Linked DNA regions of Macaca mulatta: region 2 is linked to region 1. A link is a contact called in public Hi-C data. All regions are on one chromosome and are shown on one strand. Each heading gives the region's core, a stretch centred on a gene start, on an enhancer-like site or on the middle of the called end of the contact. The rest is flanking DNA. Distances are from core to core; before and after follow the strand shown.

Region 1 (7,800 bases), core at 2,043-4,542:
CCAGCTAATTTTTGTATTTTTAGTAGTGACGGAGTTTCACCATCTTGGACAGGCTGGTCTTGAACTCCTGACCTCATGATCCACCCACCTCAGCCTCCCAAAGTGCTGGGATTACAGGCGTGAGCCACTGCGCCCAGCCAACCTAATATTATTTTCTAAGCGCATTTTAATAACTGTTTAAATAAGGTCTTCATATCCCAAGGAACACAAACCAACCTTTTATTTCCCCAGATTGCCTTAACCTTGAAAAAATGTGCCACCCCACTGTCCAAAGCTAGACATTCGAAAAATTTAATTTCAACAGAGCTTGTACATCATAGTGAGATCCTGTCTCTACAGAAAAAACTGTTTTAAAAGTTAGCCAGGCAGGGTGGCATGTACCTGTAGTCCCACCTACTCAGGAGGCTGAGGCAGGAGGATCACTTGTGCCCAGGAGATCAAGGCTGCAGCTAGCTATGAGCATCACTGCACTCCAGCCTGGGCAACAGAGCGAGACACTGTATCCAAAAAAAAAAAATCATTAGTAGGAAGGGCAAACAGCTAAATGTAACTACTCCACATCCTTTTTTTTACTGTTCCCCTTTCCCACGAACAAAATTTCCATCCTAAGTAGAATTCCCCTTCAGAAGGCTTACATTCAAAGAGATACAGCACTAGTGAAAATGTAACTGTTCTGCCTCTTTTTCAGCTATCAGTGATACAGGATTCTAGGCACGGCAGTAGCTCATCGCTTTACACAGGGGTTCCACTGACCTAAAAATCTACTGTTGAGGAATCTTAATTAAACTGATAAGTTCCATTTCTGTTGGAGAATCTGGCTTCTAATCTTTCTATCAAAAGGGTGATTACCATCCCAGTAGATACAGTATTCCATTTAGATATAGTTGATTTATGGACTCAGACCAGAAGTACCTGTCACTTTCACAAAAGGAGAAAAAAAGGCTTACGGCTCTAAGACTGCCTCTAGGTCCAAATCCCATCTTTTCACACCCATTTTTATTAAAGTCTAATAGCCAACATGCTAATGAACTCTTTTCTCAGTTAATTCCACTAATGAGTTATCTGCTCCTGTTCTGCCAGAATCGCAACCCTTTTACAATCTACTCATCAAATCCATCAGGCCACATATTATACCTTCCTAGAGGGACACTTTTCCCTATGACACTTTGTAAACAGGGCAATCTGATGCTGCCTGTTCTATCTTTCCAGATCTAGTTGATAGTTCAAAACATCAACATTAACCACAAGTAAAATATGCTTTAAAAAATAATCAGGAGACGATCTCCTGCTCTATGTGGAAATTTCTCTATTCAGCTAGTTCTGTGTTGACAGGTCAACAGAGAATAGCACTAGTTATTGCTACAATCCTAAAAGGCATTTCCCTAAACTAAACCATCAACCCTTTCCTAAAATCCATATAATCCAACATGTTTCTAGCAGAATTTACTCTTCCTGCCCCTGCCCCAACAGCATCTTCTGATCATTTTTCACCATAAACTGAGGTTTCCTCATAGTGATGCCAAGTCAGGCAAACACATTCCTTAAGCCTTCCACCTAACTCCCTTCTTCCTGGAAGTTACATGTAATAGCTGCATTTACTTATTTTTAAAACTCTTCAAGCATCAGGTACAGTGGTGAGTGCTTTTAAAGAACATGTATCTACTTCCATCCTTAACACCGTATGAGACTGGGCTGCATATTCCCATTTTACAGAGGAGAAAAGCTAAGGCTTAGTAACCTGCCCAAGGTCATACAGGGCAGAGATTGGAATGCAAGTCTGACCTCTGTGTCCTCCACTCTTAACCATCATGCTGTCTTTCCTTCTGATCTCTTCCTGTCCTAAATGGTGCCCTGTGGTCTTATAAAAGACTATGCTTGGGGCGGGCGGGGGAGGGGTGGCAGGGTCAGTTTCTCCAGAGACTGCCTTTCCTTTAAAGGATAAGACTTTGAAAAGAAGGAGTACCCATTACATCTTTCCTCCATGCTCCCCCTTCTCACCTGGTACCATTTCCCAAAGGCCCCAGCCATATCCCCTTCTCTAGGGCCAATTTAAACTTTCCCTTTGTCCCCAGAGCAGGCACTATGCAATACTGAAGAACCACTATCTACCCGCAAGGCTAGGAGAGGGCAGAAGTGGAAGAAAGGAGAACACAGACAGCACCCCTTCCCCAGGTCTTCAGTTGAGAAAGCAGCTGTGGCTGAAAGGCTGAGGGGCTGGGGGCAAAGTTTACAAGGATGTGCCCTTGTGGATACGCGAGGTGGGCGCAGGAGGAGACGGGGAAGAGGCATGGGACGCTCAGGGGGTTAGCAGGAGACTGAATGGGGGTGGACCTCTGTAAGGAGAAGGGGGGTGCCACCGGACAGGCAGAGAGATCAGGCCACTGAAGAAGTGAACGTGAGTTACGGAGGACCTGGAGGTGGATGTAATGGGGGAAGTGGTGGAAAAAAGGGGAGGGAGGGGGCTCACGGGAGCAGGAAACGATGGAGTCACGGGGAGTGGGGGAGGACGGATGGGAGCCAGAAGGTGGGGCGGCCTGAGACCCGGGCACATGGGCTTGGCAAGGAGCGGGCGCGCCGCGGGGGCTTGGGGTGCGGGGAATGCCGGGAATGGGGGTTCCAGGAGACCCCGGGGACGGGAAAGGGAAGCGGGAGTTCTCGAGCAGCGGAGCAGGACGTGGGAGTTCCAGCGAGGCAAGAGCGGGAAGGGGGTCCCGGAGCAAGGGGCGGGCGTGAAGGCACCGTCCGGTTCGCGAGGGCGGCGTTATGAGGGGCGGGGTGGGCCGGAGGCTGGCGCGGGAGAGGAGTCCCGGGAGCCTGCTGGGGTGCGGAGGGCAGGAATGTCCTGGGGTCCCCGAGAGCCAGGCCAGGACTCCGGAGTCCGGAGGACCAGGCTGGAGGCCGCCTCCTGGCCGGGGCCCCCAGGAGGGGCGGGGATTCCCCGGGTCCCTCAAGGCCAGAGCGGCAGCCGACGGGGTCCCAAACCCCCTTCCTACCTATGCCGGGCGCCACATAGACGAAGTAGAGCAGCGAGGACGAGAGAGAAAAGAAGAAGAGCGCGGCGAGCAGCGAGCGGCGCGGCAGCCGCAGCAGCCCCCGGCGGGCGCGCATGCTGCAGCCGGGCGGCCGCTCGAGAGCCGGGCTGGGCCTGCTCCCGCCGCTCCCCGTCCGCCGCCTCCTGGGCCGCCGCCGCCACCGCCTGGGCCTCGGCCACCGCCTCCCGGGCCTCGCGGGCCGCCACTCGCCGCCGCCGCCTCGCCGCTCCCAGCCGCCGGCCGCCGCGGGCCGGGCCACATGAAGCGGGTGGGGGCCAGAGCGGCCCTGAGCGGGCGCAGCGGCGGGGGCGGGGCGGGGCGCACGCGCGGGAGGCGGGGCCAGCGCCGCCGGGCACCGTCGCAAAAGACCCGCGCGCTTGCGCTCGCTGCCGACCCTCGCCCGGCCCCCACGGCAGCCTGCATGGAATATCGCCAAATGGCGACAGCCCCTCTCCCAGTGCGGCCACCGCCCAGGCTTACGGGGAACGTCTCCCAAGTGCTCCGCGCTCGCTCGCCCCCATCTCGGGGGCCAAGGGACCATCTACAAAGTCTGACTCGTTTCGTTGCCCACTGCAGCAGATGAGTGGGGATTGAAAGGCTTGGGGATTCGGCCTGGTATACACCCTCATTCATTCATTCATTTATTCAATTCACCATTTACTTATTGAATGCCAGATACAGTTGTTGGCGCTGGGCATGCTACAGAGGAAAAAACGATAAAAATCTGTCTTCTTGAAACTTAAATTATGTGAGAGGTAAAAGAAACAAATCAACTAGTAATATCAGGTACTGGTAACACATATGAATACGATAAAACAGGAGGATGTATTGCAGGCAGGCTGGAGTGGTCAAGAAAGGCCTCACTGAGTAGTGACATGAGCTGAGACATAAAAGGGTGAGAAAGCGCCAGCTTTTTAGAATAACCTGGGGAAAAAGCAGTCATACCAGGGGGAACAGCAGGTGCAAAGGCCCTGAGGTAGGAAAAGGGCTGATCTGCCCCCGAGTTGAATCCAAGGCCAACATGAATAAAATTCAGTGAAGTAGTGGGGGAAGTAGGGATGAACTTGGAGCTCTAGTTGGGGTCCACATCCTACTGTATCAGAAATAGCATAGTGATAACAATTGTCGATGTCTCTAGACTTCTGCTGAGAAACATGGACTTTACTAATGCAATGAAATTCCCCCACTAGTCTTGAGATGTGTGTTGTTATTATTGCTATTGTACAAGTGAGGAAACTGAGGTTTCTGGATGGAAAGGCAATTCACCCAAGCCTTGCATCAAGGGCTCAAATCAAAACTAGCCTGTCTCCCATGTCAGGCCCTTGACCTCTAGGTTGTAACTGTCTCAGCAGTCTGTGTGGCCTCTAATTCTTATCCTGCAGACAAATCGGTATCCTATCCCCATCACCTGGGTGTGGGACCATATCCAAAAAAATGCTTTCAGATCAGCATCAGCTCAAAGGACCTCAGAAGGCAATGAACAGTCCTAGAAATTTATGGCAAGAAGCAGTAGCTTCAAGGAGCTGGACTGGAGAGGCCAGTGTCCCCGGTGTAGACATATCTGAAACTAGAGTACTATCTTGGAATGCTGGAAGCAGTAGGGAGGGGAGAGGACTTTGCAGAGATTCTGTGAGAATCAAAAATAATCCTGATTTATATTCCTAAAGTGATTTCTACTTTTTACAGTGTTTCTTTGATCCTTTGAGTGGGGCGTCTAGAGCCACACTGCCCAGGTTCTCTGACTCCCGGCTTTTCCATTGTTAGCTGTGTGACTTGTGTTAGAGTTAACACAAGTTAAACTCTCTGTGCCTCGGTAAAATGGAGGAGGTTATTAGCAACCTCATCAGGTTGTTGTGAGAATTTAAGTGATACACGCAAAGTGCACATAGTAAATGCGCTTAGCTGTCACCTAATTCAATACCCCTGGGGAATGGTATGGTGGAAGAGAAGAGGCTTAAACAACAAAAAAGGAAAGCAGAGAATTTTGACTGAGACAGATGTGAGTTCAAATCTCGGCTTGGCCTCTCCTGGCTGTGTGACTCTGGAAAGTCACTTACGTCTCTGAGCTTCTCTATTCATCACCTGTGAACCAGACCCAGTGCTGCCCACCCCACAGGGATGTGATGTGGATTAGATGAAATAGTGCAGGTAAGGCCCTGGACCAGAAATCCCAGACTAGCCAGAATCATCTGACTTACAAATACTTTGTTGGCCCACACAATGGCCCCTCCCAACCCTCATATCTATGAAACATTTTCAAACATATAGAAAAGTTGAAAGAATAGTGGAAGCATCATCCACACACTCCCCACCTGGATTTGATCATTCTTATCATTTTTCCACATGTATGTATCTATATTCATATGTCGAAAATTTTTATTTTTTGCTAAATATTAAAGGTAGACCGGGCAATTATGCCTGTAATCCCAGCACTTTGGGAGGCAAAGGCAGACGGATTGCTTGAGCTCAGGAGTTTGAGACCAGTCTGGCCAACACGGCAAAACCCCATTTCCACAAAAAATACAAAATAATTAGCTGGGCGTGATGGCGTGTGCCTATAGTCCCAGCTACTTGAGAGGCTGAGGTGGGAGGATCTCTTAAATCCAGGAGGTGGAGGTTGCAGTGAGCCAAGATAGTGCCACTACACTCCAGCCTGGGAGACAGAGCGACACCCTGACTCAAAAAACAGTAAACAGAGTAAGTTGCTGCCTTACTGATATTTCATGCCTTAATACTTCAGTAGCAAATCCTAAGGAAAATTACATTATCCTTCAGAACCACAGTAATATTAAGAGAATTAACAATTATACCATAACATTCTGTAATACCTAGTCTATTCTGGACAGAGAAAGAGAAACCTTCCTACATCTAAACTGTGTACCAATGATCAATCTCTACTTCTGACCTATCTAAAATAATAAGGCATCAAAATAAATTGGTTATGTTTTAGGCCAGGTACAGTGAGTGGCTCACACCTGTAATCCCACCACTTTGAGAGGCTGAGGCAGGCAGATCACTTGAGGTCAGGAGTTTGAGACCAGCCTGGCCAACATCATGAAACCCCATCTCTACTAAAAAATACAAAAATTAGCTGGGCGTGGTGGTATGTGCCTCTATTCCCAGCTACTCGGGAGGCTGCGGCAGGAGGATTGCTTGAACCTGGGAGGGAGAGGCAGAGGTTGCAGTGAGCCGAGATTGTGCCATTGCACACCAGCCTGTTGTCCAGCCTGGACAACAGAGTGAGACTCCATCTCAAAAAAAAAAAAAGCAAAATACAAAACTTTTGCACAAAAATTAGGCACAAGAATTGCTTGAACCCTGGAGGTGGAGGTTGCAATGAGCTGAGATCACACCACTGCACTCCAGCCTGGGCAACAGAGTAAGACTCCATCTCAAAAATAAATAAATAAACAAACTGGTTATGGGTTTTTTTGTTTGTTGTTTTTGTTTTTCAGATAGAGTTTCGCTCTTGTTGCCCAGGCTGGAGTGTAATGGCACAATCTTCACTCACAGCAACCTTCACCTCCCAGGTTCAAGCGATTCTCCTGCCTCAGCCTCCCAAGTAGCTGGGATTACAGGCGAGCACCACCACGCCCAGCTAATTTTGCATTTTTAGTAGAGACAGGGTTTCACCATGTTGGTCAGGCTGGTCTCAAACTCCCAACCTCAGGTGATCCGCCTGTCTTGACCTCCCAAAGTGCTGGGATTACAGGCGTGAGCCACCAAGTCCAGCCGTTTATGTTTTTAGATGGAAGAAAAAGAAAGATGTTAGGTGATCTAGGCATCCCTACCTCAAACTCCTTCCTCCACACCCCTTTTTCATCTCCAAGTTAGGTTTCCAACTCACTAAAGCATGCATTCATTATGTATTCATTTAACTATTCAGTTCCTCAGACAAACTCACTGTATTCTAATCTCTGCTCAAATGTTACCTTCTCTTTTTTTTTTTTTTTTTTTTTTTTTTGAGACGGAGTCTAGCTCTGTTGCCCAGGCTGGAGTGCAGTGGCCGGATCTCAGCTCACTGCAAGCTCCGCCTCCCGGGTTTACGCATTTTTTTTTTTTTGTATTTTAGTAGAGACGGGGTTTCACCGTGTTAGCCAGGATGGTCTCGATCTCCTGAACTCGTGATCCGCCCGTCTCGGCCTCCCAAAGTGCTGGGATTACAGGCTTGAGCCACCGCGCCCGGCCAAATGTTACCTTCTCAAAAAGACCTTTCCTCTAAAGTAGCTTTCCTCTCCCCATCCCAGCACTCTCTATCCATATCCTTCCTCAGCCTGATTTTTCTCCATAGCACTTTTTATCCCCCTGCCATTCTACTATACATGTACGGATTTACTTGTTCATTTTCATCTCCCAGATCAGAACATAAACTTCACAAGAGCAGAGATCTGGTTTCACTCTCTGCTGTATCCTTGCACCTAGCGCAGGGCTCAGCAGCCAGTGGGCGCTGAATAATTGTTGAAGGATGACAGGTGTGCAATGAGTGTGTGCTGGGCATGGCAGATGCAAAGATGACTAAGACATTCTTGCAGCCTAGTGACATATGACCGACAGGAAAGTGACTAACTGGGGGACACTGTCATAAGGGCAGGACTCAGCATGGCTGGCAGTAGGGAAAGGTGTCCTGTGAGATTCTAGATGGTCTTTGAAGGGACATTGAGACAGGTTTGCTCAAGGGGCAGTGAGAAGAGGCCTGCCTGGTTGGAGCAGTTAGTCCTGCCAAGGAAAAGAAAGAGGTGAGGGGTGAGGCTGGAGGAGTGAGGCCTGA
Region 2 (7,800 bases), core at 3,202-5,701, 88 kb after region 1:
TTACAGGGCAAGGACGAATTAAGGTTGCAGATGGAAGTAGGGTACTAATCAGCTGACTTTGAGATGGGGAGATTATTCTGATTATGTAGGTGGGTCCAATGTAGTCAGAAGGGTCCTAATAAGGGAAAGAGGGCCTGGGCGCAGTGGCTCATGCCTGTCATCCAAGCACTTTGGGAGGCCAAGGCAGGTGGATCACCTGAGATCAGGAGTTCAAGACCAGCCTGGCCAACATGGTGAAACCCCATCTCTACTAAAACTACAAAAATTAGCTGGTGTGGTGGCGGGCGCCTGTAACCCCAGCTACTTGGGAGGCTGAGGCAGGAATCGCTTGAATCCCAGAGGCGGAGGTTGTAGTGAGCCAAGATCATGCCACTGCACTCCAGCCTGGGCGACAGAGCAAGACTCAGTCTCAAAAAAAAAAAAAAAGGCAGTGGGGTGGCGGGGAAGAGGAAGAGGAAGACGAGAGTCAGAATCAGAAGTAGAGCATGGGGTGATGCAGTCCTTGGCTTTAAAGATAGGGAGTGGGCTATGAGCCATGGGATGCAAGCAGCCTCTAGGAGCTAGAAAAGGCAAGAAAGTTTATTCTCCCCTAAGGCCTCCAGAATGAATGTGACCCTGCCAACACCTTGATTTTAGGCCAGTGAAAATCTTTATCTTCTAACTTACAGAACTATAAGCTAATACGTTTGTGTTGTCTTAAGCCAATTCTTTGCCATAAAGCTCTTAAAATATATCCCCTTTTGGTTCTGCTTCTCTGATTGAACCCTGACTGATATACCTGGTAACCAATTTGATTCCCTGTTTAATAAAAGCATTAAGGATCAAATTATTGTCCAGGCGCAGTGGCTCATGCCTGTTATCCCAGCACTTTGGGAGGCTGAGGCAGGTGAATCACTTGAGGTCAGGAGTTTGAGACCAGCCTGCCCAATGTGACAAAACCCCGTCTCTATTAAAAATACAAAAATTAGCCGGGCATGGTGGCACACGCCTGTAATTCCAGCTACTTGGGAGGCTGAGGCAGGAATCGTTTGAACCCAGGAGGCAGAGGTTGCAGTGAGCCGAGATTGTGCCACTGCACTCCAGCCTTAGTGAAAGAGTGAGACTCCATCTCAAAAAACAACAACAGACTGGGCCTGGTGGCTCATGCCTGTAATCCCAGCACTTTGGGAGGCTGAGGCAGGAGGATCACGAGGTCAAGAGATCAAGACCATCTTGGCCAACATGGTGAAACCCTGTCTCTACTAAAAATACAAAAATTAGCTGGGTATGGTGGCACATGCCTGTAGTCTCAGCTACTTGGGAGGCTGAGGCAGGAGAATTGCTTGAACTGGGAGGTGGAGGTTGTAATGAGCTGAGATCGCGCCATTGCACTCCAGCCTGGGCGACAGAGACTCTGTCTCAAAAAAAAAAAAAAAAAAAAAAATCCGAAGAAGAATGGTATTTCATGACATGTGAAAGTAATGCAAAATTCAAATTTCAGTATCCATAAAGTTTTGTTGGAACATAGCTACGCCTATTTATATTTGTATTATTTATGCTGCACGCAAACTAGAGTTGATTTGTTGCTACAGCGATCGTACGGCCCACAAAGACTTCAATATTTACTGTCCAACTCTTTACAGAAACTGGTCAGGGAGGGCTTCCCTGAGGAGGGGGACATTTAAGCTGAGACCTGAATGACGAGAAGACTGGAGGTAGCGGGCAGAGCTGTCTAGGCAGAGAGAAAAGACAGCAAAGGCAGTTTTCTCTCTAATCTTGTAACAGTCTTCTAAAGAAAAGTGTTATTAAGGAAAAAAAAATGAGGGGGCCCTGAGGCTCTGAGTGTGCTGTAGTCTCTCAGGGTCACGGAGACTGTAGGTCCTGAGGAGGGGTTGGGAACTAGCTCTGTCTGGCACCAGAATTTGTGGTGCCATATGCTGGCCCCTTCTCGGCCTGACATAGCACAGGAGCCCAGAAACTGCATATTGAATGGCTTTATTTATCTTCCTCGGGGAAGGACCAGGGATTTTAGATTCATTCTCAGGAATAGGTGAGAAGAGCCAAGGACTCACCCATGGGCATGAAAGCATGTTCTCTGCAGCCTCATGGTTAGTGGTAGTCCCAGAAGAGGCCAAGGTCAGGAACTCCATGACCATCACAAAGCCCTCATCTGGCCTTGACAGCAGAATCTGTGGCAAGGGCAGTAGGCGAGACATAGGCTAGAGAAGAGCAGTGAATTCCAGCTATGTGGGGTTTCCAGCTTGGTGAATTCCAGTCACGTGGGGTTTATTGGTGCTGGTAGAAAACAGTAGCCTCAAGCCCTCAGTTGACAAGTGTGGCCAGAGAGAACCCCACTCTCAATCCTTTGTAGACCAGGTCATTCCCGCCAGGCTCTGTGCTAACAGAGGAGGGTAGGTTATTAGCCCCATTTAAGAGCCAGAGAAATTAAGGCAGTGGAGAGCAGCAGGGCTACTGGTTAAAAACACAGGCTCTGTGCCTGAATCCTAGCCTTGTCATTTGCTAGCTGTGGGAATGCAGGCAAGCGCCTTGATTTCCCTGTGTCTGTGGATAATGATGGTATCTACCTCAAAGCTAGGTAAAGAATTAAGGAAACAATAGCCCAACACCACACCCACAGGAAGGAAGCAAGTTTATTATTACTCAAACATTGGTGGATCCTGATGACATTCTCTCAGTTAGCTTTAGCAATCTCAAGAGACCTTAGAGGATGGAGAACTCAAGGTTAGAGCCAGATTTCTTCTCTACCCAGTTCTTCGGGGCCAAAACCCTTACACCATGCTTAAATCCTCTTTCAGATGCCGTAGTCCATCAGCAAACCCTATCTTCAGTTATGCATCCAGGAGTCCAACCATTCCTGCCACCTCCTCAGTATTACTTTCATCCAAACTGCCATCAGCTGTCACCTAGATTATTGCAAAAGCCTCCTCACTGGCTTTGGGGCTTCCATCCTCTCTCTCTCTCGCCAACACCCAGTCAGCTCCCAGGCAGTAAAGCTCATGTTACTTCTCAGTTCAAAACCCTTCTGTGACTTCCTAACACACCTAGAATTAACTGATTTATGTATTCAATGATTATTTATTATTGAGTGTCTATTATGTGCCAGATACTGTTGTAGGCATTAAAGATAAAATGGAGAACAAAAGACAAAAATTTCTGCATTCATGAAGCTTCCGTTCTCATGGAGGGAGATGGTTAATAAACAAGTGTATAAGTAAAACATACGGTGGGTTAGGTGTCATGTGGAAAAACAGTTTAGGGAAGGCGGGGGGCCTTGGATTTTAAGTAGGGTGGTCAAGGAGGTCTAACACACAAGATAAGGGTTAAATAAAAGGCCAAACTTAGGAGAGGTGGGAGCCAAAGAGCCACCCAGAAGAAGAGCATTCTAGATAAAGGCTCAGCAAGTGCAAGGATGGAAGTATTCCTGGTGAGTCTGTGACAATAGTGGAAAGTGAAAGTGTGTGGGAGGGGAGATATAGAGCCCCATGTCCCCCTCCCACACACTTCAGAGGGGAAAAAGGGGGCAGGGTTGAGTCCTGTACATTCCCCAAGGTTTTTTTCTCTGATGGAGATTGGAAGCCATTGGAGGGTTTAAGCAGAGGAGTGATGAGTTAAGGGATCACTCCAGCTGCTGTGTGGAAATCCATAAGGAACAGGGGTGAGTCAGAGACCCTGAATGGAGCCTTGCAATTATCCAGATGAGATAGAGTGGCTTGGATCAGGAAGGGAGGTAGCAACAGAAGCGGTCAATAAAGTCCAAAGTCCTTACGATAGGGTCCCAGTCCTCCCGATGGGGGTCTCACCTACCCCTCCTACCTCACCTTGTTCCCTCCCCGCATCCCCACCCCACCGGCCACTGCTAGGCACATAGAAGGCATCTACTAAGCATGTGTTGAATCAATGAACTGTTTAATGAATGGTCCACCCCTAGATCATCAGCATCCATTTTAACGCTAGGCATATAGTCTGAATTCAATCCATGTTTACAGATGGAATGCTGCACTGTCCTGTCAAGTCCAGGCGGTTATTTCTTTCCACAGCCGAAGGAAACTGAGGCTCGGGTTGCGGAAGTGTCCCCCTGGGGTCTCTCAGCTTAGGCTACAGGCTGGGCATCCCTTTTCAAACTCTTTTAGCACAGCGAAGTCGAGAGCACTGGGCGGAGGGTGCTTGCTTGCCCTCAGGGTGAGTCACAGTGACCTCACAGGAGTTTCCTCAAAACGTCCCCGGCCTGTGATGGGGAAAAGCCGGAATCTCTCGGGCCCAGGTGGTCATGTTGCCCAGGCCGGACAAGCTTCCCGAAAGCCCGGGGAGGGACTAAGAAACAGTCCTCCCACGCGCTTTCTCCCACCCTCGGGCCACTGAGACGGAGGCACAGAGGGCCGCCCCCGCGCGGCCGAGGCCCCGCCTCCCGCTCGCCCGCCCGCGCCTCCAGCGGAAGCCGGAAGCAAAAGCGGGTCCTGCTAGCCCCGCAGCTCCGAACTCGGTGGTCCTGGAAGCTCCGCTGGATGGGGGAGAAGATGGCGGAAGAGGAGTGAGTGGGCTTTTTCCCGGGCGGCAGAGGCGGCAGGGCTGGGCCCCGGCGGGTGACAGCGAGCGCCTCAGTCGGCCCTCAGGCTCCGGAAGGCGGAGCTTCTTTTGCTGGTTGGCCAGGACTGACCAAGCTGGTGCCTACGAGGGGGGCGGGATGGGCGGGCCTGGGCCCAGGTGGGCCTTGCGTTCTCTTGGAGGTCGGTCCCTCGAGCTGGGAATCCGCCGCCCAGCGCAGGCCCCCAGAGCGGCCTTGCAGAAAATGCAAACCCGTATTTACTTTCCCAGTTTTCGGTTATCTCATGGTTACTGAGCCTCTTCCGCCTCCTCCAGGAAGTCGTCCGGGTTCTCCACACCCACGTCCTACGTAGCCAGTCGTCTCCTCCTCTGTAACGATCAGTTTTCATGTCTTTCTCCTTCACTAAGTTTCGTTCAGTCATTAACTGTTAGCCATCTACTCAATTCCAGGCCCTGGGCACATGGTAGGAAAGGAGGCCGACCAGGAGCCGCTCTCTGGGAGCTTCCATTCTAGTGGGAAAAGAAGACCATAATTAGTCAAGATGGTTTCAGATCGTGATTAATTAACCCTATTTATGCCTAGTGTTCTGTTATTGGAACGCTAAGCATGTGGGAGTTATTTATATCCTACTGCTCAAGGTCATCGCCAAGGTCTGATTTTTCTCACATGTCTGCAATTCTAAAAATTGCAATCTCTGCCATGAATGGGTTAAGTGTTCCTAAGGAAGCAGAATAGAGTTAGGGTTGGGGAGTCCACTCAGGAAAAAGTGACATTCAGCAGAAACTTGAATGACCAGAAGGAGGGGTAGGAGAAGTAACATTAAGTTCAAAAGGTCTGGTTGAAGAAAGGGTTTAGTGCTTTTGAGTGACAGGCAGCATAGCTGGTGTGTAAAGAGGAGGGGGGGTTAGCTGAACAAGGGGAGTTAGGGAAGGACGATCTGTGTCCTCCAGGTACTTTTGAGCAAGTCCAAAAGTCATCTCCATACCTACAAGGCAGAGTCTGTTGCAGATTGTAGATGCCCTATCACTGTTTGTGGAATGAGTACGTGAAGATGAATAAGGAACCCCTTCATTGATACTGGACTCCTTCACCTGATAACTTTTCAAATATATTTCTTGGCCATATGGGGGTCATTTAATGTAATCAGATACTTACTGAGCAACTGCTCCATCCCAGACACTAAACAGGGCCTCAGCAGCACAAAATGAAAGAGGCAATATAGCCCAGCGATTTCAAGTTTGGGTTTTCAGTTTGATTCTGCCACTAACTGAGATGTTGGTGAAGCTTTGCAACCTCCCTGAGCCTTAGTTATGCATGGGTAAAAAAGGGAAAGTAATCATACCCAATCAGACATGTTATACCTATTAAATGAGAGGTAGTGTGTTACCTAGTTCCTGAAATGAAGCAGTGCTCAGAAAATATTAACTTTTATAGTCACAATTACAGTTATTATAACAGTATTGCACTAGTTCACAATCCCAGCACGGTGTGAAAGAGCTGTGGGAACATAAGCAGTGGAGTGGGTAAATTCGGGTGAGGTAAGATGGGGTAATAGGAGGTGACATTTGAGCCTTTTGAAATCTAAGAAAGATTTTGTAAAGTAGGGTAGGGCATGCCCAGATCAACCACTGGGCAAATTCAGGTGGCTTCTTCAACTTGCAGAAATAATGCAAGGAAAAGAATGTAAATTGGAGAAGCAAAGGTGCTAAGTAAACAATGTTGGACCTTGGAAAGTGATGAGACTCCAGTTCACCTCCCTTTTAATCCCCCAGTATTTGCCAAAGAGCAGGCAGCATTTCATGTCTCTACTAGCTCTAATTCCCTACCATTCCTGTCCTCTGTGGCTGCATTCAAAAGCACCAGAGGCCACTAGTAGTGCTGTGCAGCCAGGGATTTTCTTAGTAAGTTTCTCTCCAAGACCTGCCTGTTAGTTACAAGACTTGTGAATCCCATAAAATTCTTGGACAGCTGCTCTTTCTGGTGTGAGGTGTGTGAATTGATGTTCTGGGACCCTTTTCCATTATGTAATTATGCTTTTTATGTCCTCCAGGAGGTTCCCCAATACAACTCATGAGGGTTTCAATGTCACCCTCCACACTACCCTGGTTGTCACGACGAAGCTGGTGCTCCCGACCCCTGGCAAGCCCATCCTCCCCGTGCAGACAGGGGAGCAGGCCCAGCAAGAGGAACAGTCCAGTGGCATGACCATTTTCTTCAGTCTCCTTGTCCTAGGTGAATATGGACACTGTCATCCCCATCATCTGCCATCCCCAGTGTCTGTGTACTTGGTCTGTGTGTTTAACCCTGTCACTCCTCTTGACTGTGTCAAGTCTTCCTCCCATTTGGTTTTCATATCAAACACTGAGGGAACATGTTCAGTTTATAACATCGTAACAGGGAACTCTCTTCTTTATAAAATCATGGCGCTTAGCAAGTTCCGAAGAGCTCTTTTTTTTTTTTTTTTTTTTTTTGAGATGGAGTCTCGCTCTATCGCCCAGGCTGGAGTGCAGTGGCCAGATCTCAGCTCACTACAAGCTCTGCCTCCCAGGTTTACGCCATTCTCCTGCCTCAGCCTCCCGAGTAGCTGGGACTACAGGCGCCCGCCACCTCGCCCGGCTAGTTTTTTGTATTTTTTTTTTTAGTTGAGACGGGGTTTCACCGTGTTTCCCAGGATGGTCTCAATCTCCTGACCTTGTGATCCGCCTGTCTCGGCCTCCCAAAGTGCTGGGATTACAGGCTTGAGCCACCGCGCCCGGCGTCCGGAAGAGCTCTTAATGTAGTATCTTAGCCTTTGAAAGAAGGATTTAAAAAATTTTGGCCTAGTAGAAAGAATCTTGAGGCCTGGCGCGGTGGCTCACACCTGACATCTCAGCACTTTGGGAGACTCAGGTGGATCACTTGAGGTTAGGAAATCAAGACCAGCCTGGCCAATGTGGTGAAACCCTGTATCTACTGAAAATACAAAATTAGTTGGGCGTAGTGGCACATGCATGTAATCGCAGTTACTCAGGGGGCTGAGGCACAAGAATCACTTGAACCTGGGAGGCAGAGGTTGCAGTTAGCCGAGATCACGCCACTGCACTCCAGCCTGAATGACAGAGCGAGACTCTGTCTCAAAAAAAAAAAAAAGAATCTTGAACATCTAGTTTAATGAATTTCAGGTTCTGCTCAAAGGAGTATGCGCGTGTGCAGGGGAGGAAGGAGCAGGGGGTAGGGTGGCAGAAAGTGGGAGGAGTCAGATGGGAGAATATCTGACC

What was found. Hi-C and Micro-C count contacts between places; a contact is called where the count stands out from the background.
Region 2: a Hi-C map of cortical neurons shows a contact between it and region 1, with 2.8 times the contacts expected there. The contact joins the promoter of SLC9A8 here to the promoter of B4GALT5 in region 1. A contact is called at or near these places in 3 of 14 Hi-C or Micro-C datasets (blood, cortical neurons and liver).

The regions. Positions count from the first base shown.
Region 1 is chr10:102,559,558-102,567,357 of T2T-MMU8v2.0, forward strand. B4GALT5 (beta-1,4-galactosyltransferase 5) reads right to left here and starts at 3,293. Exons shown (of 9, transcript XM_077951982.1): 1 at 2,994-3,293. The coding sequence starts at 3,108.
Region 2 is chr10:102,646,126-102,653,925 of T2T-MMU8v2.0, forward strand. SLC9A8 (solute carrier family 9 member A8) reads left to right here and starts at 4,452. Exons shown (of 16, transcript XR_013400043.1): 1 at 4,452-4,528; 2 at 6,594-6,775.